2 separate regions of the Oryza sativa genome follow, and region 1 is linked to region 2. Evidence: chromatin contacts called from public HiCAR-type data. All regions are on one chromosome and are shown on one strand. Each heading gives the region's core, a stretch centred on a gene start, on an enhancer-like site or on the middle of the called end of the contact. The rest is flanking DNA. Distances are from core to core; before and after follow the strand shown.

What was found. HiCAR-type assays count read pairs that join an accessible place to other places.
Region 1: a contact with region 2 is called in a HiCAR-type map of leaf, with 2.8 times the contacts expected there. The contact joins the promoter of LOC4344329 here to the promoter of LOC4344298 in region 2. A contact is called at or near these places in 1 of 15 Hi-C or Micro-C datasets (seedling) and 1 of 4 datasets of contacts at active chromatin or transcription factors (leaf).

The regions. Positions count from the first base shown.
Region 1 is chr7:29,341,790-29,348,189 of ASM3414082v1, reverse strand. It overlaps LOC4344329 (probable lysophospholipase BODYGUARD 4), which reads right to left and starts at 4,401. Exons shown (of 4, transcript XM_015791082.3): 1 at 3,972-4,401; 2 at 3,542-3,885; 3 at 3,257-3,453; 4 at 2,557-3,159. The coding sequence starts at 4,401. The coding sequence ends at 2,799. LOC4344328 (nuclear pore complex protein NUP214) reads left to right here and starts at 4,863. Exons shown (of 18, transcript XM_066312074.1): 1 at 4,863-5,288; 2 at 5,369-5,586; 3 at 5,866-6,034. The coding sequence starts at 5,078. It overlaps LOC112939602 (a long non-coding RNA gene), which reads right to left and starts at 2,141. Exons shown (of 2, transcript XR_003243361.2): 1 at 1,855-2,141. It overlaps LOC112939737 (U2 spliceosomal RNA), which reads right to left and starts at 1,533; the gene lies at 1,337-1,533.
Region 2 is chr7:29,083,096-29,090,385 of ASM3414082v1, reverse strand. It overlaps LOC4344298 (protein ENHANCED DISEASE RESISTANCE 4), which reads left to right and starts at 2,881. Exons shown (of 3, transcript XM_066312053.1): 1 at 2,881-4,148; 2 at 5,352-5,551; 3 at 5,653-7,290. The coding sequence starts at 5,431. It overlaps LOC4344299 (serine/threonine-protein kinase AtPK2/AtPK19), which reads right to left and starts at 764. Exons shown (of 7, transcript XM_015791281.3): 1 at 571-764.

The DNA of each region.
Region 1 (6,400 bases), core at 3,152-5,651, 260 kb before region 2:
GCCTGCCGGTCGGCGGCTGACAGCAACATCGACGGCGACGGCGAGTCGGCGATCGATCGATCGACTGCAGTATGGAGATGGAGCCGCTGCAATAGTGAAATTCTCTGATCTGCCGCTCGTGGGTGGTCCCTTGGCTCGACAGGATTACACGTCTCGTGCCTGCGATTGGTGGGTGCTCTCAACACTGTGGATATAGATAGATCCCCCTGCATGTATATCATACAGTGGCTGGCGCAATATTTGCAGTACTGGGGAACATGGATGGAGATGGAGATCGTGGATATGATACAGGTGTTGGGGCCTCATTTGGTTCCTGCATGCGTTTGCACCCAATCCATCTCAACATCGGATTGGTACTACTACTGTTACTGCTACTGTACAAGTCTCGAAGTGCCAATTTTCAGATGTCTCGTGTCATCGTGTGTGTGTGTGCTCATTGCTTGCTCAACATTCAGAGAGAGTACCGAGTACGTACCAATCGTACATATCGCAAGACGGCCTCAAATTCTCTTTGTTGGTAGCAAAAGGAATGATAAACACTTCAAGTCTTGAACAGTTACCAGACTTAGATATGGTAATCATGAAATTGTATGCATGCAGTTTTGTACTCTACTAGTATCTAGCAACAGGAATGCTGATTGCTGAACTTATCTGTCTTCCCTTTCTTCTCTTTAGCAGAGGTTAAGTTCTGAACTTTTTAAAGGAAGTGATGGCCTAGTACTACATCATGGCATGGAAAGGCAAATCTAACAATCTGAAGTAAGTATTGAACCAGTTGTGCTTGCCTATGTTACGTCGTGTCCTTCAATCTTCGTGCTCTTTTTATCAGCAACGCTGAACTATCATGTGCCTTTCATGTTCTCTGTTGAGGGAAGCAACAGGCCGGATATTATACGTTCTGTAGTACGTATAAACGCTAGGAATCTGGGTGACTATGCTACAATAGTACTCGTTTGTTATTATCCTCTCTGAACAGTAACGGCGACAGGTTGGAGGATAACACTTGTCGGCCACCCAACTCATCCAAGCGATCTCTAGTATCACTGAACCTAGTTCATATTCAGGCTGTCAGATTATTCATACAGCCATCATATGTACAGTGATGAGAAATACAAATCGAATTCCTAAGGGATCATATTGATGCAGGAATTTACGAATTGAAGGAATTTGGGTCGATTCAAAATAGTTGCATTCCTGGGCTGAAACCAAGCCTGAATGAGCATGAAGAAATAATGAAGTAAAAATATTTAAAACTTCGATTGAGCTTTGGTAAAAATAAATTTAAAACTTAGATTAGATTTTGTAAACAAAATTAAAAATTTAAGTTGAGACTTGGTTGGGGTGCGCCAGGCCCAGGCTGCAGTGCAACGCCTGGGCGACACGCGAGGGCCCCAGTGGCAAGCCACTATGGTGGACCCTCCCCCATAAAAAATAAATTTAATATCGAAGTGGGCACATGGCCCACATATCAGATATTAAACTGATAAGAACAGATACTACACTTGATCTTAGCCAAAAGGCCGAGAAAGGTATGAGTTGGTACGAAGCTGAACCCCTCTTCTTATACCCTGGGTGCTCTCCCTATCCTCTCTGGTAGGCGATGTGGTACAAAACTAACGAGGACTGATTTCTTGGCATGGGCTACCAGCTAGGTCTGCAACGGCCCAGTATGCTAAATTTCTCGTGGTCATGGGCCTTGACATCCTGCCCCCGTAATGCGATCTGTAAGGGCCCATTATGCAATATTTCTCGTGGCCCAGTATATACGATATACGATGACGATCATCATCACATGATAAGTTGATAACATTGGGAGTTTGAGTATAGCTAGGATGGATTCAATTGCATGCTCACCAGGCACGATGCTGTAGCCTTTGTGCGCTTCCGCCGGCGCCTTGGTGTACTGCTCCTGGCCACCGGCGGGAGCGAGGAGTGCGTCGCCGGTGACGAGAAGAACGGCGGCGAGAGCGACGAGGAGAGCCCTTCCGGTGGTGCTCATGTTGTCGTTCGTCAGCTTGGTGTGCCTGCAGTAGCTAGCGTGCGTTTGAGCTTCCGATCGATCTGCAACCCCCCGGGTCGACGGGGCGTGCTGTATTTCTAGGCGCGTACGCGAAGCAGCAATCAGCTCGATCGATGAGAAAAGGAAAAGCTATGAAAGCGATCGGAGAATAAATGTAGCTGAACTATATGCACGACTTAATTTCTGTGCGCTTTGATCAATCGGGAAAGGAATCTATATCTCCCAGTTAACAGCCACATGGGGGTATGAACATTTGTCAGGCCAAACTTCATGTCGTCGATAGTATCAACTCCCTCAGTTTCATATTATAATTTGTTTTACTTTTTTTTCTAGTCAATTTTTATTAGGTTTGTCTAAATTTGTAGAAAGATATAGTAACTTCTTTTTAACACAAAACAAATATACTATCAAAAAAATATTAAATCATTTGGTATTGTTTCTATAAACTTGGTTAAACTTAAATAAAATTTGAATAGAAAAAAAATAAAACCGACTTATATTATGATTTATAATATGAAAACAAGAGTGAGTGCTTATATCTGAAACAGTCAAGTCCCCTTTGCAAATTCAAAGATTAATCTGCCAATCCACGAGCTAGAAAAGGATTTTCCAATATACGGACACTGTTCTGACGAAAGAAACGTGTCGATGGATTCACCCTAGTCTTTAATCTCTAAAAATTGTAGTACCAGTAATTTCAAAGTGTGGACTGAATTTCTCTATGCTACATCATGATTTCATATCAGACATTATTCTACACACCAACAATCAACATCCGTTAACCTGCCCACCCTGATGCAGATGCTGCTAGCTGCTTATTCTGATGAGACGCGGACCAGAATGCTCTGAGCTCCTCAGCAAATCCCCTCTCCCTGCCGAAAACCACCGTCTTGTGGTCGCAGCCTTCCATGAGTCGGAGCTCGGCGCCGGGAAGCTTGGCCTTGAGGTGGCGGCCGCACTCCGCCGGAACCACCTGATCGTCGCCGCCGTGGATCACCTGCACCGGGACGCCGGCCGCCTCGACGGCCTCCAGGTTCCTGTCCTGCAGCATGGCCCCACCGCAGATGACGTTGTGCATCGTGTGCCACGCCGAGTGGTGCGTGTGCTTCGTCAGATCACCCAGCAGAAAGTCCACATCCCTGCAGCATGCAACAACATTTTTTTTTGTTTAAAATCAATCTTAGTTAAAAGGAGCTTTGTTTTCTGAACTCTGAATTAATCCTAGTATGTGATTACCTCTTTCCTGTGATGAGCCTGAAGAGGCGCTCCCAGAGCAGGTGATTTTTGCAGACCAAGAAGCAGACAGTCCTCCCAATGTGCTCGTACCATGACATCACTGCGGATCCGAACTGCAATGGCGGCCACAGCTTCTTCTCCGCCAGTCTCTTCAGTGCCACTTGGCTCGCCTTCTCTTCGCATGCTCCGAAGTACGGCTACAACCAAAGCAACGGATCGATATTTCCTTAATTAAATTCAGAGCTCTCACTGATTCTTCTTCAGATATATATGTACTGTACTTACCGGTGCAATCAGTGTGATTGATCTGACTCGTTCTGGGTGCTTGGCAGCCAATGCGAGGGCGATGATGCAGCCCATGGAGTGGCTGACAAGATGGAAGGAGCTCAGGTTGAGTGGATCGATGAGGCTCCGCTCGATCATCTCGACGTGATCTTTCAGTCTGTACATGCAGTTTGCCGGCTTGGGAGACTTGCCGAAGCCGAGGAGATCGACCGCCAACATTCTGCAGTTGTTGAGGATGGATGATTCGCGGAACACTGTTGCCCAGAACGACGATGACGAGGTGAAGCCGTGGATGAAGATGGCGTCTTCTTCTCCACTCTGCTGCGTCGTTGTCACTGCTCCATCTGCAAAAGCTAAGCTCGCGAACGTTAATGTCGCCGACACGGCAAAGCGAAAGGATTGTAACAGAAATAACGGAAGCGGTTGAGACCGTTTGGCGGCGGCGGCGGTTGGTTGGCGACGAAGTGCAGCCGGCCGTCGTCGTGGCGCTGCCATGCGCGGCACGAATCGCAGCCGCAGTCCGACCACCTCGGGCTCCGCCCCTTGCGCCGCTCCGTCTCCGTCTCCGGCGAGCCGCCGCTCCTGCCTCTGACGAGCCCCATCAGCGCGTCTCGGAGAGCGCTCCGCCGGTGGTACAATGTGTCGGAGACCTCGTCGTCGTCGTCCAGCGCCGCCGCGCTGTGGCTCCCGTGGCAGTAGCAGCTGACCGGGCTGTCCTCGAAGACGGCGTCGAGGAAGCCGTACACGAAGCAGAGGAGCACGTCGACGACGTCCAGGAACGCGAAGACGGCCGCCGCGAAAGCTGAGGAGACGGCTCTCGGCCACGCGGAAGGCGAGACGATGACCGCGAACGCGAGCATGGCCGGCGACCCGCCGTAGTTAGGGTGGACGGAGGAGGGAGGTAGATGGGCGGATGGAAGACGATGGTGCGAGAGAGTAGTAAGGCTGGAAATGCGCGTGCGGATGGGAGCGTGTGTATGGCGTTGCTCCACGTCGCTAGGTGGAGACGAAAAGGAAGCAGCGACTGTTCGCGCGGTTCCGCCTGCCGTTCGTCGGTCGCGCGGTGCTTGCGTGAGTTTGCCGGCGATATCTTTGTGTTCGGTCGCCGTGTCACCGTCGCGACATCGCCGGAATTTTCTCGCCTCCGGTAGCTTTCCTTGAAATTCATGCGCCTTCTGTTCTTACTCACCGTCAAGGTCAAGCCCAATAAAAAGAAGTCCAAATTAATATATGTGACGGCCCAGTAGAAGGCCCAATTAAGCCCACGGGGCAACGACAAGAGCCCATGTATTCAGCGCCACCACCATCACCGCCGGCAAGCGAAGCGGCCGCCTCCGCCTCTCCCTCTCCCCTCCGCCGCGTGCGCCCGCCCGCCGGCCACGCTGCTGGGCTCTGCTTACACTCCACGCCAAGGCCTCCGCTACTAGCGCTCTCGCTTCACGAAACCCCATTTGCTATTGCTCCCTCGCCGCCGCGCCGTCTCCGTCCCGCTTCCCGCCCAAAACCCTAGGCTCCTCCGACCACCGGTGGGGGGCCATGGCGCCGCCGCGGGAGCTGGACCTCTCCGACGAGGTCGAGGGCGAGGAGGACGGCACCACCGACTTCGTCTTCCGCCTCGCCGGCGACCCCATCCCCCTCCTCCCTACCACCTCCTCGCCGCTCCCGCTCTTCGACCTCCAGTCGCCTCCCTCGCGCCCGCTCGCCGTCTCCAACCGCCGGGCCGCGGTCTTCCTTGCCCACCCCAACGGTAAGCCACGGAGAAGTCGCGACGGACCAGGGCATTCCCATCTCGATCTCACCGCTTCGGGTTTCCCCTCGTGTTTCCAGGGTTTATGGCTGCGACGACCAAGGCGTTGATCGAGGCCAGCAAGGAGGCGCGCGAGAAGGGCAAGTCGACCACCCGCTGCGCACGGGACTGCTGCGTCGCGGACATCCCTCTCCCCGGGGTCTCTCTCCTCGAACTCTCCCGTGATGAATCGGTGCTTGCTGCCTGCGCAGGCAGTGTGATCCACTTCTTCTCGGCTTCTTCCCTGCTCACAGACAAGGTTATCTCATCTCCTTCCCTCATGTCGATGATAAATTTCAACCACAGGGCCAGCACAACTTATTAGAACCGGAGAATTGTTTTTTTTAATATATATCCTACTGAGCTGCATTTTACATAACAATATCTGACAGAAATGTTTATGCGATAATGACCTATAGTCAGTGAATGTTTTCAGTATCCCATGTCTATTTGCACTTTGACCTCGTGGATCTCTTATACATCTAGTAATTTTGCTCATGTATCTTCTACTCATGCTATTCACAATTATGCTACATAGGATGTGGAACCACTGTCATCATGTACCTTGGAAGGATCCAGCACTGTGAAAGATTTCAAGTGGCTAAATCATGCTTCCAAAGCCTTTATTGTACTCTCGAAAGACGGGTTGCTGTCTCAAGGAAGTCTGGGGGAAGGTCTGAAGGACATAATGGAAAATGTTGATGCTGGTTTGTGGCTTCTTCTATTCCTAATAAATTTGAGGCACAATGTTATGCAATGACTAACTGTTACAAATTCCAGTGAAACTTTCTTGAAGCAGATGTGAGATATAGCATACACCAATATATTTCAAATATTCAATATTCACACCTTATAAAGTAAATTTTATTTGTTATTGGCTGTTGTGAAGTTCAATACTTGAAAACCTTATTTCGTCGTGTTACTGTTTTGGATAGGAGATCATGTTCTAGGATCCTTTTTGTAGTTTTGTTTTAGAAATGCATCTGTACAGTTGTTAAACATGCATTGGTTTGTAAATGGTATATATTTGGATCATAGATGGTAAGAACCATTAATTTATTGATGCTATAGCC
Region 2 (7,290 bases), core at 1,632-4,131:
ACGCCTCCTGTTACTGATAATTGTACACACTAATCCCTAGTTAATCTCATAATTCATAAACAATAGTTCGCTACCAGCATTTTGCTGAACGCCTGAACAAAAAATCAACCGAGAATGGTGTCCCGATCAGGGATCATTTTCATCCAATTGATATTCCCATTAAGCATGCAAAGCTCAGTCTAAAAGGCACAAGCTCTTCTCCCTCTCCCAACCACATCTCCACATCGAAATCATCTGTTCAATGTAAGAAGCTTGAGGAATCGGCGGTAGGGGAGCTCCCTTCCGACCTGAATTTAACCGATTGCTCAAAACAAAAATGGAAAACTGGAAAACCTGGCTCGACAAATCAACCCTAGGATTCATTCAGGAGAAGCACATGAGATGCGGGAGGAAAGCACAACATTTCCACTGACAAAAAAAAAGGGAGAAGAATCATCCTAAAGGACCAAATCCACATCAAGAAACCGAAACACGAAGCAATATCGATCAACTCAAATTTCACACAAATTAAAGCAAGCTGAGAAACGGGGCGACGAATTCAGAGAGAGAGAGAGAGAGAGAGGTAGAGACCTCCTGGCTTTGCCTCGGGGAAGAAGATCGACAGCGGCGGTGGCGGTGCTCCGGCGAGGTTATCTCCCGCGCCCTCGGGGCAGCGGCGGCAAGGAAGGTGGGGGGGGGGGTTCGAGTGAGCGGCTGGGAGTAGGAGGAGGAGAAGGAGAAAGGGGAAAGATGGGTGCTCCTTCCGAATTGGCGCACGTTGAGTTGGTGTGAACGCCGCGTCCAGCTGCAACGTGTATGCGGGAGGGAGGGCCCACTCCCCAGTGGGTGGGTGGTGGGCCCGACTAACCGCGCCGCCAGGTCGTTTACTCATTTCCCTTTTTTTCTAAAAAAAATTAGCCATATTATGGGATAAATATGACCGACCCTCTTCCGCTTGCTGGAAGTGCTGCCAGGTTGGCAGTTAGACTCGTCGCAGCCGGGTCTCTTTCTCTTCTCTATCTGCCCGCGTGTTTCTGTGATCCGCGCGAGAGAATTGGCGCGTAAAAAACCGTCACTTCAGAGCCGGAAAACCGAGTCGCCAAGCCCAGCATCTTTGGGCCCCGCTCACGTTTCACTTTCACCTCTATCCTGATAGGCGTATTCGCTAGGAAAGCATATAGGAGTAGGAAAACTCAGTGAACGTACACTCGTGTACTTAATTTTAAGAAATATTCCCTCCATATTTTAATGTATGACGCCGTTTACTTTTTTTCAACGTTTGACCATTCGTCTTATTCAAAAAATTTATATAATTATCATTTATTTTATTGTGATTTGATTCGTCATCAAATGTTCTTTAAGCATGACATAAATATTTTCATATTCACACAAAATTTTTAAATAAAACGAATGATCAAACGTTGGTCGAAAAGTCAACGGCGTTATACATTAAAATACGGAAGGAGTATATTACTAGTATGTACTAATATATTATTGTAAAAACATACTCCCTCCGCCACATAATATAAGGGATTTTGGGTGGATGTGACATATCCTAGCACTACGAATCTTAACAGGTTTCTTAATCAGATTCGTAGTACTAAGAAGTATCACATCCACCCAGAATCCCTTATATTTTGGGACGGAGGAAGTATAAGTTTAAATTCGGCATTTACAAGTTATAAAAAAGATGAATATACATATACTATTAAAGTCTAATTTATATGTTTGTTATAATTTATATAAATGTTGCACATTAATCTATCTTCTTTTTCTTTTAGAAAAGATACTAGTAAACAAGTAATTAAAACTATTTTTCCTCGTGCCATGCCGCGCGCGAACCGGTTGGTAAGGAGAAGTAGGTCGATAGCTGCAGGTTGGTGAAGCTCGCACAGTCGCACCGTGCAGTCGCAGAGGCGGCCGGCACCGGCGCCGCCCGCGGCCACACGTACGTTGCGTACTAGTACGAGGCCGTACGAGAACGAGCCGCTCTAGCTGCCATGTGTACACCGACGGTGCCTACCTGCAGCCAAGAAACGCCTTTTTCGTTTCATGATCATGATAGCCGAACGCTGTGGCTATCGGCTCATTCATTTGGCCGAACCGTCCATCGGTCCATGCCTTCCTGAGCCTCCTATGTGATATTTGTCGCACCGGCATGCGGCAACAACATCACGACCAAAACTATCAACGGCACTTCGTTTTCTATGCTCACTGCGCACACACGTAGATAGTCCTATAGTACACAGGTACGATGCCAAGAGATAGATAGAGCTAGCTAGCTCTGCACGAGGTCAAAGACCATCATACACATATCGTTGCCTTTTTATTTTCCTCGTGTAAGTGATCGCTGCCCATTGAAAGTGGGTTGGTCTCTCTAGCTCGCTTGCTCCACGTATGGATGTGAAACGGCATGCTTGCGCTTTTCTTCTTTGTTTAAGCAAGGAACATGCTTCATGCGGTTATTGCTGTTCTGTTTGGCCGCGGCGTTTTTTTTTTCTAATGATTGCGTGTGTCTGCAAAACTTGCTTTGTCTGTGCTATGCACACGATTCCGGACTCCAGTTGGTACACACTAGTACAATTTGTTGCAAATAAATAGTTCTCGTACTAACCAATTTTATTTTCTTGACCTGTTTAAAACAGGAGAATAAAGTAGGAGTACTCACATATACAATGTGAGACACTCATAGAGTATCCTCACTAACTGAGGACACTCGTAGGAAACTCAATTCGCAATAGAAGGTATCCCTAAATGGGTTCCTCAAAATCTAAAACAACCCGGTGAGAGTACTATAGCCCACAATGGGTGTCTTGGCCCAATGGAGTCCCAGGTGAAAAATCCCCAAATACCCCTCCCCAGCTCATTCTTTTTTTTTTCCTTCTCTTTTCTTCCTCCCCCACTTTTGGCTTCTAGCTTCTTCTTATCGCTATCCTCGTCGCCCATTCGTCGCCGCCTCCTCCCAGCTTGCCGCCGCCACCTCCCTCCTCTCTTCCCCTGCCGCTCGCCGCCGCCGCTTTCCTCCTCGCCCTCCCCAGCCACCGCCGCCGCCTCCCTCCTCGCCATCCCCAGCCCTGCATCCATCTCCCTCTCTCCCCAGCCACCGCTGTCGCCCGCCTCTCTGTCTCCCTCTCGCTGCTCGCCTCTCTCTCGTCGCCGGCGGCCGCGAGGCGATAAGGAGGGCTGCCTCCCTCCCTCTCTCTCGTCGCTGCTCCCTCCGCGCCCTTCGGCTGCCGCCGGCCGCCGCCCGTCTCCGCGCACGCCGGAGAGCTGGTCGACGGGCGAGCGGCGCGAGGGGCGATCTGGCCGACGGCGAGCGGTGGGAGGCTGGACGGCGCGCGAGCGCGGGAGCGGGAGCAGGAGCGCGGTGCGGTGGCCGATGGCGTCCAAGCTGCCGCCTCTCTTTCCAGATCCGGCTGCCGGTGGGCTAGATCTGGCCGGCGCCGCTTCTCTCTCTCGTCGCCATCCACCACACCGACGAGGCCGCGCCGGCTCCGTCACCACGCCCAGGTGAGAGAGGGGGGGGCAAGAAGGGAAAATGCAGGGGAATGAGGCGGGGAATGGGGCACCGAGGTCGCCACAACGGGTTCCTTCGAGCCGTGCCTCAGGAAAAGGAGATTGGAGGAGCCCGAGCCGGCCGTCCCCCTCGTGGGGGTCGCGCCCCCCCTCCAAGGGCACGGTGTGCGGACGGGAGGCGGACGCCGTGAGCAGGGGCACGCTCTGAGGCTACCCATTGTGGATGGCCTTACTCCTCGTCTGCAGCCGCCAACACGTACGATTACACGAGCCAGAGAAAAGGGCATAGAAAAAGACGATACAAGGCAGCGCACGCACGATCCCTTCCCCATCCGCGCCGCGTGCCGTGTGGCCGCGTGACGGCAACCGCTCCCGCTACCCCACCACACGCGTCATGAGGCATCCAGAAAACCCTCGCTCTACACGCGCGCCAGTAGCCACGGTGGCATCCAGAAGTCCACAGCGAGCGAGCGAGCCAGTAGGCCACAGCAGCAGCAGGCAGCGGCGGGCGGGCGCTGGATATGACGACGCGGTGGCACTCGCGACTGGCGTCGGCGACACGGTCGCACCAAACGACCTGGCCCTCCCTGCCCTCCTCTTCTTCTCCAAGAGGAGGAGGAGTCCAAAGCCAGCCACTCGCTATCGCGGAAGCGGTCAGACTTCTTCTCCACCCCATCGCATATAAATATTTCTCCACCACGCCGCTTCATTTTTACATCACCCCAAACCCCATCATTTCTTGCTTCCTCAGCTGCTTCTTCCTCCTTCCTCTTCACACGACGCTCCCATTTTTATTTATATATATCAGCATCGTTTCTCCTGGCGTCACTGCACCCATAACTGCCAAGAATTGGAGCTGTCTCTTCTCCCTCTCTCTCTCTCTCTCTCTCTCTCTCTCTCTCTCTCTCTCTCTCTCTTTCTCTCTGCATCTGAGAGAGAGCCGGAAGAATTGGAGTTGGAGCAGGAGAAGCGTGGAGCTTCTGAGGATTGATTTTGGAAATTTGGAGCTTGAGGATCGGATTGAGTAGTTTCTGAGGATTGGGAACAGGAGAGATCGAAGCAGGAGCTAGGAGAAGCGTCTGGAACTGAAGGGGAAAGCGAGAAACCAAAAAAAACAAAAGATAGGTGAGTGGGTGCTCCTGTACCCGACTGTCTTCTTCCTCCTCTGCTTTCTTCATCTACTTCAAGTTTTTAGGCATCAGCTCAGCAAGTTCTTTTTTTTTTCTCTCTTAAGGTTTCAGAAATGTTTTTTGGTTTCTTAATTGTTTTTCATCATGCGAAAGATAACGTACCTAGGATTACCAAGGGTTTTGGAAATTAACTGGAAATGGGCAAGCATCTTCTACCAGCTTGTAGTGTCCAATAGCCGGCTCTTTCTGTTCTGTTCGTTCATTTGCTGTGGCTTACACCTTGTGTGCGTGGTCACACACAAAAACCGTGACTTTCTGTTGAGGAAGATTCTGTCTAAATCCTGTACTTCGTCTTGTATAGTACTCCACTACTACTAGTAGCTATAGTTATTGTGTTAATTAGGACTAATGACATCATCAGAGTTCTGATACACCACTAGTTTTTAAATTTAGAAAATTACATAATGCCCTCGACGAACAGTTCAAAGTTCAAACATACATGTCGCTTCTTGATGCTTACGTGCTTAAGGCTTACCGGGCATTTTCCTTTACTATTGTATTCGCATGTAAACTAAGTTCTATGTATTAGTATATATTATCAGTCAACAAAATTCCACACAAGTAGTACAAATTTCCTGGATTTCCTCTCTTCTTCCGTCAGAAACTGCAGATTCGATGAAGCAGAACACTGACGAGTATTTTTCTTGTAACTGTCTCCCAACACAGACATCGAGCTTGATCGGTTAGCACCTGCCGGATACACCTTTTGCTGCATGCGAGTGATGTTCTGTGGCCTTGTCGGCTCATGGCAATCTCAGACGCCAGAGTGGTTCGCCATGTGAGGTGTCCCAAATGCTTCAGTGTTCTTCAGGAGCCCACCGGCGCGCCGGTGTACCAATGCGGTGGATGCGGCACTACCCTCCGAGGTAAGAATTCAAGCTCCATGACTGCTCATGATCGAGAATTTGATCTTGGATTTTTGCCTTTTGGTCAGTCTCTGACGGATTTTGTTGCTTTTTTTACGCAGCGAAAAACCGCACCGGCAACTCACAGGAGGTGATCAGTGCTCCCTCCTCTTTGGGGAGTGGCCTGCCTCCTCACAGCAAGCACCTGGGCTCCAGTGATGTTGCAAGCACCAGTGGATCCACTCCTGAAGCTCAAATCAGCAGTGGGCAGCAAGGAGCTGACATGACAAGCCGACGCGAGACTGATGATCTCGTGTCGGCGAGGAACAATGCTCCTGAGCCAGAGCGAGTGGTGCCAGCTGAGAAGGAGGAAGAGCATGTTCAGAGTACCAGTCAGCAAGCTGTTGGCAATTCTGAAGATCTCACAAGAGGAGATGCAGCTACTGCAGCTGATGCACAGTGCAGTGACAGAGCATCTGAAGGCAAGGTGCAATTTTCAGAGAGTAGAGAAGACAGTAACACCGAACTGCAAGATGTTCAACGAAGCGACCAGACTGAATCTGATGCTGAAGGCAAGAAAAGTTCAGAGGAAACATCCCAATCTCCACGCCGCGATGTCGTCGAGCTTCCACCAAGTTCAGTTCAAACCCCAGACTCACAACCTGCACCGGCTGTGTTGAAACGGGAGGATGATCCGGCGACGAGTCCTCCTCATGGCCATGCGCGTCGATCACCAGAAAGCTTGGCGCCGCTTCAGAAGAGGATCCTGAAGACAGTGGACAACCTGAAAGACGACCTCTCTGAACTTTTCAGTAAATCTCCTGAACTGAACAAGCCGAGGACGCACGCGCGCCCTCCTCGTCTTCCCAGGCAAGAAGGCTACGCTCCTCGCGACGCGGCCATGGCGGCGGCGGCGAGCATCCAAGCCATCAGAGCGCGTCACGCAGCTGTCCACCGTCCCGGCTACATAGCTCGTGCAGGCAAGCCTGGTCAGCTCGCTGCTCCACCTCCACCACGTGGCTTGCCGTCGCGGCGCTACCGCCGGTGCAGGGCTGATCACCCGTGCTGCCACGACGCGCGCCATGGGCCGTCATGCCATCACGGTTGCTGCCCCCCTCACCATGGCAAGCAAGCGTGCACCAGCTGCCGGGGACAACATTGCTGCAGGCCAAGAACGCAAGAATCTCCTGCGCCGCGGCGGCCGGCGGCGGCGGCGGCAAAGGAGGTCGTCAAGCGGCGGGCGCCACCCAGGAACCATTGCCGGCCGGTGCTCAAGGGCGCGCCGTTCATCATCTGCTCCAGCTGCTTCAAGCTGGTCCAGGTGCCCGCCGACTTCGCCGTCTCGACCAAGACGGTGCGCAAGCTGCGTTGCGGCTCGTGCTCCGCCGTCCTCAGCTACTCCTACCGGGACCCCGACAGGAAGAAGCACGGCGATCAGTACAGCGCCGACGGCTCACCGGCGGCGCCGCGCGGCCACGGGCGGCGAGGCGACAAGTTCGCGTTCCTGGACGACTTCGGCCACGTCGACGTGAGCTACTCCACGGAGGACGAGCAGCCGCTGCACGTGTCGAGGAACTCGTCGTTCAACACCGTCGACGAGATGGCGGCGGCGGCGACGCAGCAGCATGGCTCCAGCCTGCACCGGCTGATGGGGTACGGCTCGGCGAGCGACCTGCTGTTCCGGCAGCACTCGCCTGACCTGTACGAGAGCTTCTCCGAGAGGACGACGCCGGAGGCCGCCGCGCTGTACGACCGGAAAG